3 separate regions of the Mus musculus genome follow, and regions 2 and 3 are each linked to region 1. The links are chromatin contacts, called in public ChIA-PET and promoter capture Hi-C maps. All regions are on one chromosome and are shown on one strand. Each heading gives the region's core, a stretch centred on a gene start, on an enhancer-like site or on the middle of the called end of the contact. The rest is flanking DNA. Distances are from core to core; before and after follow the strand shown. Region 1 has its middle 18 kb from the start of N4bp1. Region 2 holds the start of Cnep1r1 (CTD nuclear envelope phosphatase 1 regulatory subunit 1). Region 3 has its middle 44 kb from the start of Gm51583.

The links. Promoter capture Hi-C pulls out the DNA fragments that hold promoters and counts their contacts. ChIA-PET counts read pairs in DNA pulled down with a chosen protein or histone mark.
Region 2: a contact with region 1 is called in a promoter capture Hi-C map of embryonic stem cells, with 2.6 times the contacts expected there. The contact joins the promoter of Cnep1r1 here to the enhancer-like site in region 1. A contact is called at or near these places in 6 of 39 promoter capture datasets (the 3T3-L1 cell line, the C10 cell line, embryonic stem cells and 3 more) and 1 of 115 datasets of contacts at active chromatin or transcription factors (embryonic stem cells).
Region 3: an RNA polymerase II ChIA-PET map of memory CD8 T cells shows a contact between it and region 1, with 13 times the contacts expected there. The contact joins two enhancer-like sites. A contact is called at or near these places in 2 of 15 datasets of contacts at CTCF or cohesin (hippocampal excitatory neurons and large pre-B cells), 25 of 484 Hi-C or Micro-C datasets (B cells, the HPC-7 cell line, the N1E-115 cell line and 17 more), 2 of 115 datasets of contacts at active chromatin or transcription factors (astrocytes and memory CD8 T cells) and 1 of 9 other capture datasets (embryonic stem cells).

What each region holds. Positions count from the first base shown.
Region 1 is chr8:86,901,169-86,904,869 of GRCm38.p6, reverse strand. No RefSeq gene overlaps it. Among named protein-coding and RNA genes, the nearest start is that of N4bp1, 18 kb to the right of the region's middle. Within about 2 kb of position 2,064, at least 44 of the 459 cell types and tissues checked have an H3K27ac peak or open chromatin away from gene starts, as enhancers often do. A contact at or near this core is called in embryonic stem cells, memory CD8 T cells and pre-B cells, where this site is marked.
Region 2 is chr8:88,116,872-88,120,614 of GRCm38.p6, reverse strand. It overlaps Cnep1r1 (CTD nuclear envelope phosphatase 1 regulatory subunit 1), which reads right to left and starts at 1,856. Exons shown (of 6, transcript NM_029074.3): 1 at 1,746-1,856; 2 at 764-835. The coding sequence starts at 1,770. Gm2716 (predicted gene 2716) reads left to right here and starts at 2,008. Exons shown (of 8, transcript NR_151771.1): 1 at 2,008-2,249.
Region 3 is chr8:85,617,058-85,620,484 of GRCm38.p6, reverse strand. No RefSeq gene overlaps it. Among named protein-coding and RNA genes, the nearest start is that of Gm51583, 44 kb to the right of the region's middle. Within about 2 kb of position 1,479, at least 31 of the 459 cell types and tissues checked have an H3K27ac peak or open chromatin away from gene starts, as enhancers often do. A contact at or near this core is called in memory CD8 T cells, where this site is marked.

The DNA.
Region 1 (3,701 bases), core at 815-3,314:
GGTAGCACACTCTCCCCTCTGATACTCCTGAGTCATTACTTACTAGAACCTATATTCCATCTTAGCTGCCCCAAGAAATTCTGTGTGCTTTAAGATTGTGAAAAGGCCCGAGGCCAGTCTTGTCTACATGGTGTCTCAAAATCAATAAAAAAATTTTTTTAAAGACAACTATCTGTGCAAGTAAAAGGGGGGACCTGGAGGGATGGCTCCGTGGTTAAGGACACTAGCTACTCTTACAAATGGCCTGGGCTGGGTTCCCAGCACATACCTGGTGGCTACAACCACCTGAACTCCAGTTTCTCCTATTCCTTGGAACACAGATGGGAGGGGGGAAGAGAAAGAGAGAAATCGTGCACTCCGAGAAGGTGAAGGGGAAGAGCAGGAAGAGAGGCGAGAGGAGAAGGAGACCAAGATGTCTGTTTTATATAGGAAAGAGCTTGGGGAGGGGGAGCCCAGCCCCTGCCCCTGGGCTGGAAAGTTCAGGGTTGGGGGCAGGGTTTGCCAGGAAGGGGCCCGAGGGATGCTAGGAGAACCTGGACCCGTGTAAAGCATACCAAAGTGTGGAGGGGAGGACAAGGGGAGGAGGGGGAAGGATGGAGGGTACTGAGGAGGACTGGGGAGGGGGAGAACAGAGGAAAGGGGACAAGAAAGGAGCCGGGCAAGAAGGGAAATACGAGGAGGGACAGGATGAGAAGAGGAGAGGGGGAAAGGTGGATAAGAAGGAGCAGTTTTGAAATCCGACTGACTTGGTTGGATCAAACACTATTCCCCTGTCTTTAGGAAAGTCAAGTGACATCCCTAAGCTTACACACACACACACACACACGCACACACGCACACACAGGCCCCTTAAGGACCTGCGATGAGCACTGAAGGAATATCCTTGTAAAGGAAAGGCAGACCCTAGACCAGAGAAAGCTCAGTTCAGCGCGCAGCGGCTTCCGGTGGAGCTTGGAAGCGGAGCTGCGGAAGGATGCTGCTAAGCAAGGTGATTCTTCAGGCCAAAGAGGCCCAGGTCCAATGGGTGCCGGTTAAAAATGCAGCCCAGGGCCCACTGTAAGCTAGAGTCTATTCAGTGAGGCCTATGGCTAGCTGGGCCACAGATGTCCTGCTCACAGGTCCACCAAGTCCGCAGTCACAAACACACAGGGAAGTTCTTCAAAAGTGGCCCCTGGGTCAAGGGGAAATCGCTGTTCAGAAGTGACTCTGATGACCTCTTTGCTTGAGGGAGCAAACCTCCAGATTAGATCTGTGGTGGAAGGAGGGGGGAGGGGATGTCTATGTAGACCAAAGGTGTCGAATCCCATGGATCCCTGGGTGCTGGGACTCAAACTCAGTTCCTCTGCAGTTCCTTAGTTACCGAGCCATCTCTCTAGTCCCCTACCTAGGCTAGCAGCTCTCCTCATACCGAGGGGAGCAGAGGGCACTAGCTTGGGTGTGGAGATGCTGGGGGTAAAGAAGGAGATGCTGGTGTGCAACAACTCACCAGATTTTCTCAGGTTTGGCTCAGAAGGTAGGCTTAGATTCTCCACGGATCAGAGCTGCATTGGCGCGATGCGACCAGCAGGTGGCGCCAAGGGCGTAGGCGATTCAAAGCAGAAGCGTTTCCTTCAGTTGCTAGTCAGTAACTGACAAGTTATGAGGTGCAAAAACCTCTGAGATGTTCTCTTTATCCTCTAGCTCCAAGTCTGAGCACCACATTGGCAGGAGGGAAAAAGAGGAAGAGAACTGAAATATCCTCCTTGAGGAAACTATCGGATAAACAGGAGTTTGTGCCTGTACTCTGAGGATTTCTGTAGGTTCAAAACCCCAACCCTAGCAACCTAGCGAGTTCCAGGCCAGCCTGGGCTACAGAAGAAAACCTTGTCTAAAACAAAAAAACAAACAAACAAAACACCCCCCATCCGACCCCACCCCCAAAAGAAACAGAAACGAGGGGCCTGGCTTGGTCTGACCCAACCAAAGACCCAACCAACTACGGGATAGGCAAAGCCAAGCCTTTTATTATGCAAAGGTTTTGTTTGACCAGTGCAGGGTGCAGAACCAACCCTTAAACTAAGTGTGGCTTTTTCAAAGGTTGCACAATTAGCCCAAGAGCTCATATCGCACAAGGTCGAGAATCACCAGCCGCGATGCTTGTTTCCACATTTAAGTCATTTATATCCATCCCTCTTCATGACTCTGGAAATAGCCACATGAACCCTGAACACCTAAGGTGTTCTTAGTCTTGTTGTTTTGTTCTGTTTTTTTTTTTTTAAGTTGAGTATAATTGCAAGGGAAACTGTTTCTTGCCATAATAACTCTTCTCAAAACAGAAAAGAACAAAAACTAAATGCACTGGAGTTACAATTTGTTTCAGTCTGTTTGCCATTGAATTAATTACCTGACATTATCAGTGATGTTGTTTCCACACTGTAGGGCAAAGAGGAGCTTAGCTCTTCCGTAAGAGGAATTTAGGAATTCTAAATAAAAAGAAGGCAGAAGTGATGAGGAGGAAGAGGAGGTGAGGCAGAGAGAGAGAGAGAGAGACATTCTTTCTATCCTATCCATTGCAAAACAAAAGGAATCTTGGTGGTGACCTGGCAGCTCCGAGCTCAGCCTTCCTGCCACATGTGAACGCTTCAGGAAACATCAGTTATTTTTACTAGGAAGCTCAAGGGGAAGGGCGGAGACCCAGCTTCCTGTGAGACTGCCTGACCCTGGTGTCTTAGGCCAAGTATTCTAGCAACTTGAGGAGCCGCGTTCCTTACCACCCCACCCCACCCCAGCTGGTTGATTGCCTCTTCCACAGGCTCCCACCTCTTCCCTTGCTGTAGTGGAGGTGACCTGTGGCAGGAGCAGGAACAAGACAATGGGAAGGGACAAGGAGGTGCTAGTGACCCTTTACTAAACCACCTCGGGAGCCTATGTGCTTGAGGAGCCCTGGCCAATCAAGGTTCGGCCTCGGGAAAGCACACTTCACTCCCATCTTGGTTTCTCAGACAAAGAGGGGTCCAATGAAATTCTGCAGCAAATCCTACTGCAGGCTCCTCACAGCCCCAGACCCGGTACTGCTGCCGGGAGATGCTTCAGAGCTTTACCTCAGCACCTAGTCTCTTTTAACAACAGTTGGGGTTTGTTACCTGTCTCCTATGACCCAGGGATAGAGAAGGACTGTAGAGTCCCTTATCCTACAGGTCACAGGTCTCAGTCCTAAGGAACCAAGGAACCTCTGTCTCCTCAGGTCCACAGGGAAGTCCTGAATAGCACAATATGCCGTGCCTGTTCTTACTGTCACTTCCTAGTTGTGAGGGTTCCAAGTGAGGTACTTCATTGCTATAAGCCTCTATTTCTTTGTCTGTAAGATGGGTACAACCCCACCTTCTAAAAGTTGTTGGGGCCATGTGAGCTCACTCAGATAAAGTTGAAACTGTACAACAGTATTCTGGGTACTAGCATATACTCCAGCCCCTACCCCAGGCAGCTCCTCTTATGCAGAGGTATCTAGGGGAAAAAAAAAACTTGTATGTCTGTGCTCAGGGAACAAATTTTATGCATCTTCTGTTCTAGTTTACTTTCTATTACTGTGATAAAGGCTATGACTAAAAGTAAATTGGGAGGCTGAAGAGATGGCTTAGGGGTTAAGAGCACTGTCTGCTTATTCAGAGGTCCTGAGTTCAATCCCCAGCAACCACATGGTGGCTCACACCATCTATAGTGTG
Region 2 (3,743 bases), core at 607-3,106, 1.2 Mb before region 1:
AATCACTAGCAACTCCTGTTGCAGGATATAAGGTACCCTCTTCTGGACTCTGCAGGCAACAGGCATGCACTTAAAATTAAAAAATATGTATTTTCATAAAAAATAACAATTCAACCATATAAAATAGTCTCTCCTTTTAGGGTAGCCAGTTATAATTTCCTTTTTCTTTAAAAAATTATTTAGTGTGTGTGTGTAGCTGCATGGTATATATAGGCATGCATGTCATAGCACAGCACAAATGTGAAGGTCAGAAGAGAAGTTTGTGGAGTCTGCCCTCTCCTTCCCCTTTAAATGGCTTCTGAAGATGCAACTGAGGGATATAGGCTTGAACGGCATACACCAGAGCTATCTTGCCAGCTCATAATTTTCTTAAGTACTTCTGTGTAATACGTTGTCAACAGCACTAAGTAATACATTTAAAAGTTGTCTAGCCAGGCTTGGTGGCTCACGCCTTTAATCCCAGCACTCAGGAGGCAGAGGCAGAGGCAGGTGGATTTCTGAGTTCGAGGCCAGCCTGGTCTACAGAGCGAGTTCCAGGACAGCCAGGGCTATACAGAGAAACCCTGTCTGGAAAAACAACAACAACAACAACAACAAAAAACAAAAACAAAAACAAAAAAAGTTGTCTAAACTCAGAAATCTTATAGCTTAGTAAAACAAGGATTTACTAGTCAAAAGTTTTAAAGAAAGGGAGTCGTTCCTACTTAGGAATAAAGCTATCAACCACACTTTATTTTCCCTTAGAAAGCATTCAGCAACTTACTTCTCCAACGTCCAGTGGCAGGTTGCAAGCAATGAATATATTCAGTAAGTCTTCTTTCGAAAGCCTTGAGATCTAGGTAAAGAGAATTCAGTTCTCTATCTGCTCTTTCTAGTCCGAAATGAAATTTGATAAAATGAAATTTTAGATCGACAAACTCCAACAGGTCTTGCACATCAAATTACTTGTGTCACGCACCGTTTGCTTATATAATAACAATTTTAAGTACACAACAAAAACATCATTTTTCGTTCATCCCAATTTCTGGAAACCAGTTGGTCTACTTTTAGAAGCTTGAAAACTGGTATGCTGGAAGACCAGCAGCAACTTCAGCCAAGAGTCAAAAGCTAAAACTGGGGGGTGCGGTGGAGGGTGTTTACAAATAAATGGACCAAACTCCAGCTTAATTCTAATTCTGTGGAACCAAGAACTTCCTGTTGAAACATCAAAATCCATGAGGTCTAATTGACTGCAATTATCCGATTCCGGCCCTAGCTCTTATCATTAATTGATGGCTATGTAGTATGGGCTTACTAGACTTCCATACACAGATAACGGGCTGTACAAACATACTCCCTTATCCTCCTAGGAATGGGTCGCCGGTGAACGTCCGGCCAGCAGCAGCGCCTACGCCTTGTGCTGTGGCAGAGCGTACCTCTGAATGAAGTAGGGTGTTATTCCCACAGAGGTGTTTTTTAAAAAATCAAAATAAAACAAAACTTTGAAAGGCCAAGAGTACATCTAAATTCCGGCAATTACAGAAGCCAAGGAAGAAATTAGGGTTACGGTTCGTTAGGTTGTCAAACAGAAAATGAATTCGCACTCTATAACTCGCAAGGGCTCGTCACTGAGACGGGGGGGCCCCCGAGCCCCTGCGGGGGGGGAAGGCGGCACCCCTCGGCGGCCGTGCGCCCCGCGTCCCCGCCACGCCGCCCTCGCGACCTCCTCAGCCTCGGGACGGGACCCGGCGGAAGACACACTCTACCTTCCGCTTGTTCCAGCGAGTTCATGTCGGGCGGCAGCTCCGGTCACCGCCACGGCCCGGTCCTCATCGCAGCCCGCCCTCCCCGCCCCGCCGACAGCGCCAACTCCCACCTCTAACCGCTCCCTTCAGCCCCTCCGTTTGGCACCGCCCATTTTCTAGAAACGTTGAGTTTATTGGGTAGCTCATCCAGACCCCTCAACTAAACTAGTTTTCTATTGGCTAATTTCAGCAAACGCCTTCGGGAACCCAGCGCTAGATGTTCAACTGGAAGGGCCGAGAATAGCGAGCAGCTAGGCTGATATAGCCATGGCGCCGCCTCCTGCCTCGGGGAGGAACTGAATTCTGTCCAAGCATACTTTATTTTTAAGCTTGGTTGCTTTCTTAGTTCTTAAAACAATGATTGAGCGCCCACTAACTTCTGGGCAGTATTTTGGTTGCTAAGGAGAGACCACCAATCTATCCCTGCCCTCAAGGAACTAAAGAGAAACTGAGATATGTTCAGCAGTAAGTACTAGAAGCGCCCCCAAGCAGATTTCCTTGATTTTGATTTCTCTTCTTTAGATATCCAATTCCTTAAGGAAGGATTTCTTTCTTGGTTATTTTCTCCTCATGTCGTCCAATATAGTCATAAAGAATGCACAAAGTGCCGGGCGGTGGTGGCGCATACCTTTAATCCCAGCACTTGGGAGGCAGAGGCAGGTGGATTTCTGAGTTCGAAGCTAGCCTGGTCTACAGAGTGAGTTCCAGGACAGCCAGGGCTAAGAGAAACCCTGTCTCGAAAAACAAACAAACAAAAAAAAAAAAACCAAAAAAACAAAAACAAAAACCAAAAAACAACAACAAAAAACAAAACAAAACAAAAAAAGAATGCACAAAGTATGTCTTTGTAAGTATAACAAAAATATGTACAGGGTTAGCAAAATTAACATTTGATTAAAATGACCTGTTATTTCTGTTTATTTCCTGGTGGTCATTGATTCATTCAAGAGGTATTTATTGCATGACATGCTACGCATTGTATTTGTCCCATATTACATTATATTTATGACCACGGTAGATAAGATTGCATTCCTCACAGTGAAAGGTTTCAGGGAGCAATAAACATAAAAGTAGGCAACTGATTTCAGATAACAGTAGCTCTATGGAAAAAGCAACCAATATTAAAGACAGGAGGAAGGAGGTCCAGAAGTGTTGCAAGGAAGTTTGAGCTGAGAGGCCCAAGAAGACGGAAAGGATCCAGCCACACAGATCAGGGCTGAGAAGGTCTTTGAGCAACACCGCCATGTTCCCAAAATTGATACATTGTGTGTTTTACTAATCAACCTTTGCCCTAACTCACTTATCAGCTCCTGACTCCTTTGTTTTATAGACTCCTCTACCCTAGTAGCACTTTCTAAACTTTCCCATTAAGGAGCCTTCTCTGGTCCAAACCCTTTACATGCATTATCTCATTTAAACTTTTACGATGACTTGTTTGTTTTAGAGATGGAGTTTTTCTCTGTAGATTAAGCTGGTCATGAACTTGCTACAAAGGTCCATTCTGGCTTCAAACTTGCAGTCCTCCTGCTTAAGCCTTTCAAGTATTCAGGTGTGAGTTGCCAAGCCTGACTTAAAGATGTGTGTGTGTGTGTGTGTGTGTGTGTGTGTTATGTTTTTTTCCAAACAAGGTTTCTCTGTATAGCAACCTTGACTGTCCTGGAACTCACTTTGTAGAGTAAGCTAGCCTAGAACTCAGAGACCTACCTGCAGTGCTGGGATTAAAAGCATGGTACCATCATGCCCAGCTTCGAGATGAATTTTTAATGTTATGGATCAAAACCTATGAGTTATAAAATATACTTATTAGATGATGACATCTTGATGTTTTGAGCCAGGGTCAGACATATTCCTGGCTGTTTTGTAACTCTCTATGTTGACCAGGTAGGTTTTGAGTTCACAGAGATTTTCTTGCCTTTGCTGGGATTAAAGGAATGCTACACTACACCCTTGCCCATAGCC
Region 3 (3,427 bases), core at 230-2,729, 1.3 Mb after region 1:
GGGGAGGGATTCCACGAGGAACCATAATTTGGGATCTGTGTTGTCTCTGAATAAAAATGGCCACCCTTTTTCTCACCCTGACCAGACACAGATAATGTGTGGCTTAAAAGAGGCAAGGCTGGGTAATTGGGTAATTAGGCTGCCAGGCCCTTTCAACTCATGCCTGGAGAGAGGGGAGAGGGCCTTCCAAAATAAGAGGGAGTGAGAAGGAACACATGCTAGGACTGCACACCTCTAATCCTGTAACCCCAGCTACTCAGAGGCTGCAGCATCAAGACTGTGAGTGTCAGGCCAGCCTGAGGGATACACTGAGGCACTGTCTCAAAAAACCAAAGTCAGTAAAGAGCTGAGGGGCTCTAGCCAGAAAGGGAGAGCATACATGACCAGTCAGCTACATCCCAACATGATGGTTTATCTGCCTTTTTAAAAGTTACATTTGCTTATTTATTTGCATGTTTATGGACACAGGGAGCCACTGGCTATACCTGGGGAGGTCAAAGGGCACTTCTGGGAGTCAGCTCTTTCCTTTCACTGTGTGTGTCCTGGCTTGGTGGCCACTGCTTTGAGCTACTAAGCCATCTTGCTGGCCTTCATTTTCTTTGAAAGACTTTAATCCTTCTCGTACTTCTACCCAACTTGCTCTGTACAACCTCCTACATTTGAGCTCTGCTCTGGAGAATAGACTGAATAAAAATTACTTTTGACAGGTGTAGTAACACAAGCTTTTAATCTCAGCACTTGGGAGGCAGAGACAGGTGTAGGACCGTCAAAGGCAGCCTGGTTGAGCTAAGGCTAGAAACCCCAGTGACCCTAAAGGAACAGAAGGTGTTTTGTCCAGCTCCCAGGGACACCAGGCTCATGGCATGAAGCCACAGCCCTCCACAGATTTGTGGCCATCAGTCATATAAGGGCAAAGCCCCAAGCCCCTTCACAGGTAGAGGACATGACTTTTGGTCACGTACCCTCAAGACAAATCTCATTTAATGAGGTACCTAAAGGCCTGGAGGGCTTAGCCAATAAACTCTCCTCAGGCACTCCTCCCTGCAAAAGGTACTAACCTCAGGCTCACTCTGAGAAGTGGGGTATGGTATTACTCATCCATTTTCTGCCATGACACTAAATGCCTTAAAACCATGGACTGCCTCTTTTCATGCCTGCTACCAAGACCAAGACCAAGCCAGACCACCGACAAGCCGAGGACTCTCCCGGTGGGACCAGACAGAGCTCCCTTCATTTCCCCTTCCACCCTAGGCTAGATTCAGCCCATGGGCCCCCACTTTGTTCTCAGCCCTTCTGCAGCATCCAGAGGTATCTGAGAGCCTGAGAACCAGAAGACACTGGCTTTCTTACAGGTCCAGGGAACCCCAAGCCAGCTCTAGCTGTCTCCAGCCTCAGACTGCACTCCTCCACCCCCAGAGCAGTGTTCCTGGGGCTACTCTACAGCCCAGCACCTGCCCAGTAACAACATGAGGTAAGTGCGACCAAACTCCCACATCCTGCCTCCCCAACAGCCTGAGTGCTGGGGTGGGGCAGACATAGGACCCACAACCCTACAACTGGTGCTACCAATATGGGACAAACCCAGCTAAAGCGTACTCCCAGCTGGTGACCCACAAAGACGCACATCAGAACTCCAGATTACTTAAGACCATGAGTAACTCCTGACCTAGTAAGAAAGACTAGGCCTTCCTCTGATGTGTGTGTCTCTCTGTGTATCTGTATCTCCCCCACCCCCCCCCCCACCCCCGTGTGTTTCTGGCCAGTTCCCCTATTTTACTCTTAGCTACACTTTCCAAATGTTATTTTGGACTTAACTTGCCCTACTAGGTGGTGACTAGCCTCCACTCTTTGCCCCTCCCCCAGCCCCACAGTAAGGGCTCCTACATAGCTAATGAAGCTGCCTTTCAGATGGCAGCAAATGCCCCGAGCTCTCTGCTTCCTGTCTGCCAGCCAGGCCCATCCCAAGGCTCCCTGTTGTTCTCTACAGGCCAAAAGGTCAGAGCCATACTCTCCCTCTCACACTGGCCAGAGGGCTACTGCCACTATGGCTAGAAACACAGACAGAACCCAACTATGGGTGCTGCCTCTCACTCCCTCTGGCACTAACTTTGCTATGAAGACTCTATTCTTATTCCTTTGAGCTTTTCTTCAAGGTTCACCTTTCTCCTTCTGCTCTGCATTTAGGATATACCATACAAGAAAAAGACAAATGAAAAACACAAGGGGACCTGTCAGCTAGAGCACACAGCCTCAGCATGGCAGAGCAGACCCTTCCCCCTGCACCTAGACCCCACCAAAGACAATTAAAAAATACCTGAAACTCAGAAGTTTTCAGGCTTTGTTTAAATGCTTTTTCTTCATAACAGGAACACCTGAAACAATGTTCATGCTTTTTAAACCAAAATCTTCATGATTCTTAGTTAAATGTTTATTTTCTTACCCTAGCACTTGTGACTTATGTCCAAAAAATTTTCAACTTGCTTAAGATTTCTTTTGCCGGGTGTGGTGGCACACATCTTTAATCCCAGCACTCGGGAGGCAGAGGTAGGCAGATTTATGAGTTCGAGGCCAGCCTGGTCTACAGAGTGAGTTCCAGGACAGAGAAACCCTGTCTCAAAAAAAAAAAAAAAAAAAAAAAAAAAGATTTCTATTAAGGTGCAAAAGTCATCTAATCTATTTCCATAGGTCAAACCAACTATACTGATTACCATTATTTAATCCTTAATTAACAACCAGTTTCCTTTTACAGACAAACTGTTACTGCCTGTCCCAGATGCATAATTAACGTGATATTTTCTTCCTCAGCCATCTAGAACTGACTTAAAGGATCCTTCCAGGACTAAATTCCTCAAACACACTTGCTTTTCTAGAATCATAACAACAGACCATGATGTCTCCCAAACAAATCATTATAGGCTTAAAACACACTACCCAGCAGGAGAACCAGTGGCTGTAGCGACCACAGTGGGAGCAAGCAAATGAGGGAGGAGGGTGGGGGAAGCCAATGAAAGAAAATTAAATTCAAGGTCCATGACTCATGTGACTTGCTAGTTAGGAGGGCTTTTTGGAACAAGGACAAAGAACAAAGGCTGTTGCTGTTAAGTCATTCCAGGAACTGGCTAGCCATAAAGTTAGGAGAGACCTGTAAAGGCATCAGGACTATCTCAGCTGAGTCATAAACACCTGCCCCTCAAAATTGCTGTTACCTTGCTCTGCACGTACAATTTGCTGATGTTTAAACTGTCCAATTGTGTGTAACTGTGCCAATTCCTCCCCTGTCCCCAACTTTTTGTATATAAACCCCTAGCTTCTGAGCCTCGTGGTCGATTCCTCTGTCTCCTATATAAGACATGTGTTGGCCCGGAGCTCCATCATTAAACTAGCTCGTGTGTTTGCATCAAGGCAGTCTCTTGTGATTCCTTGGGCG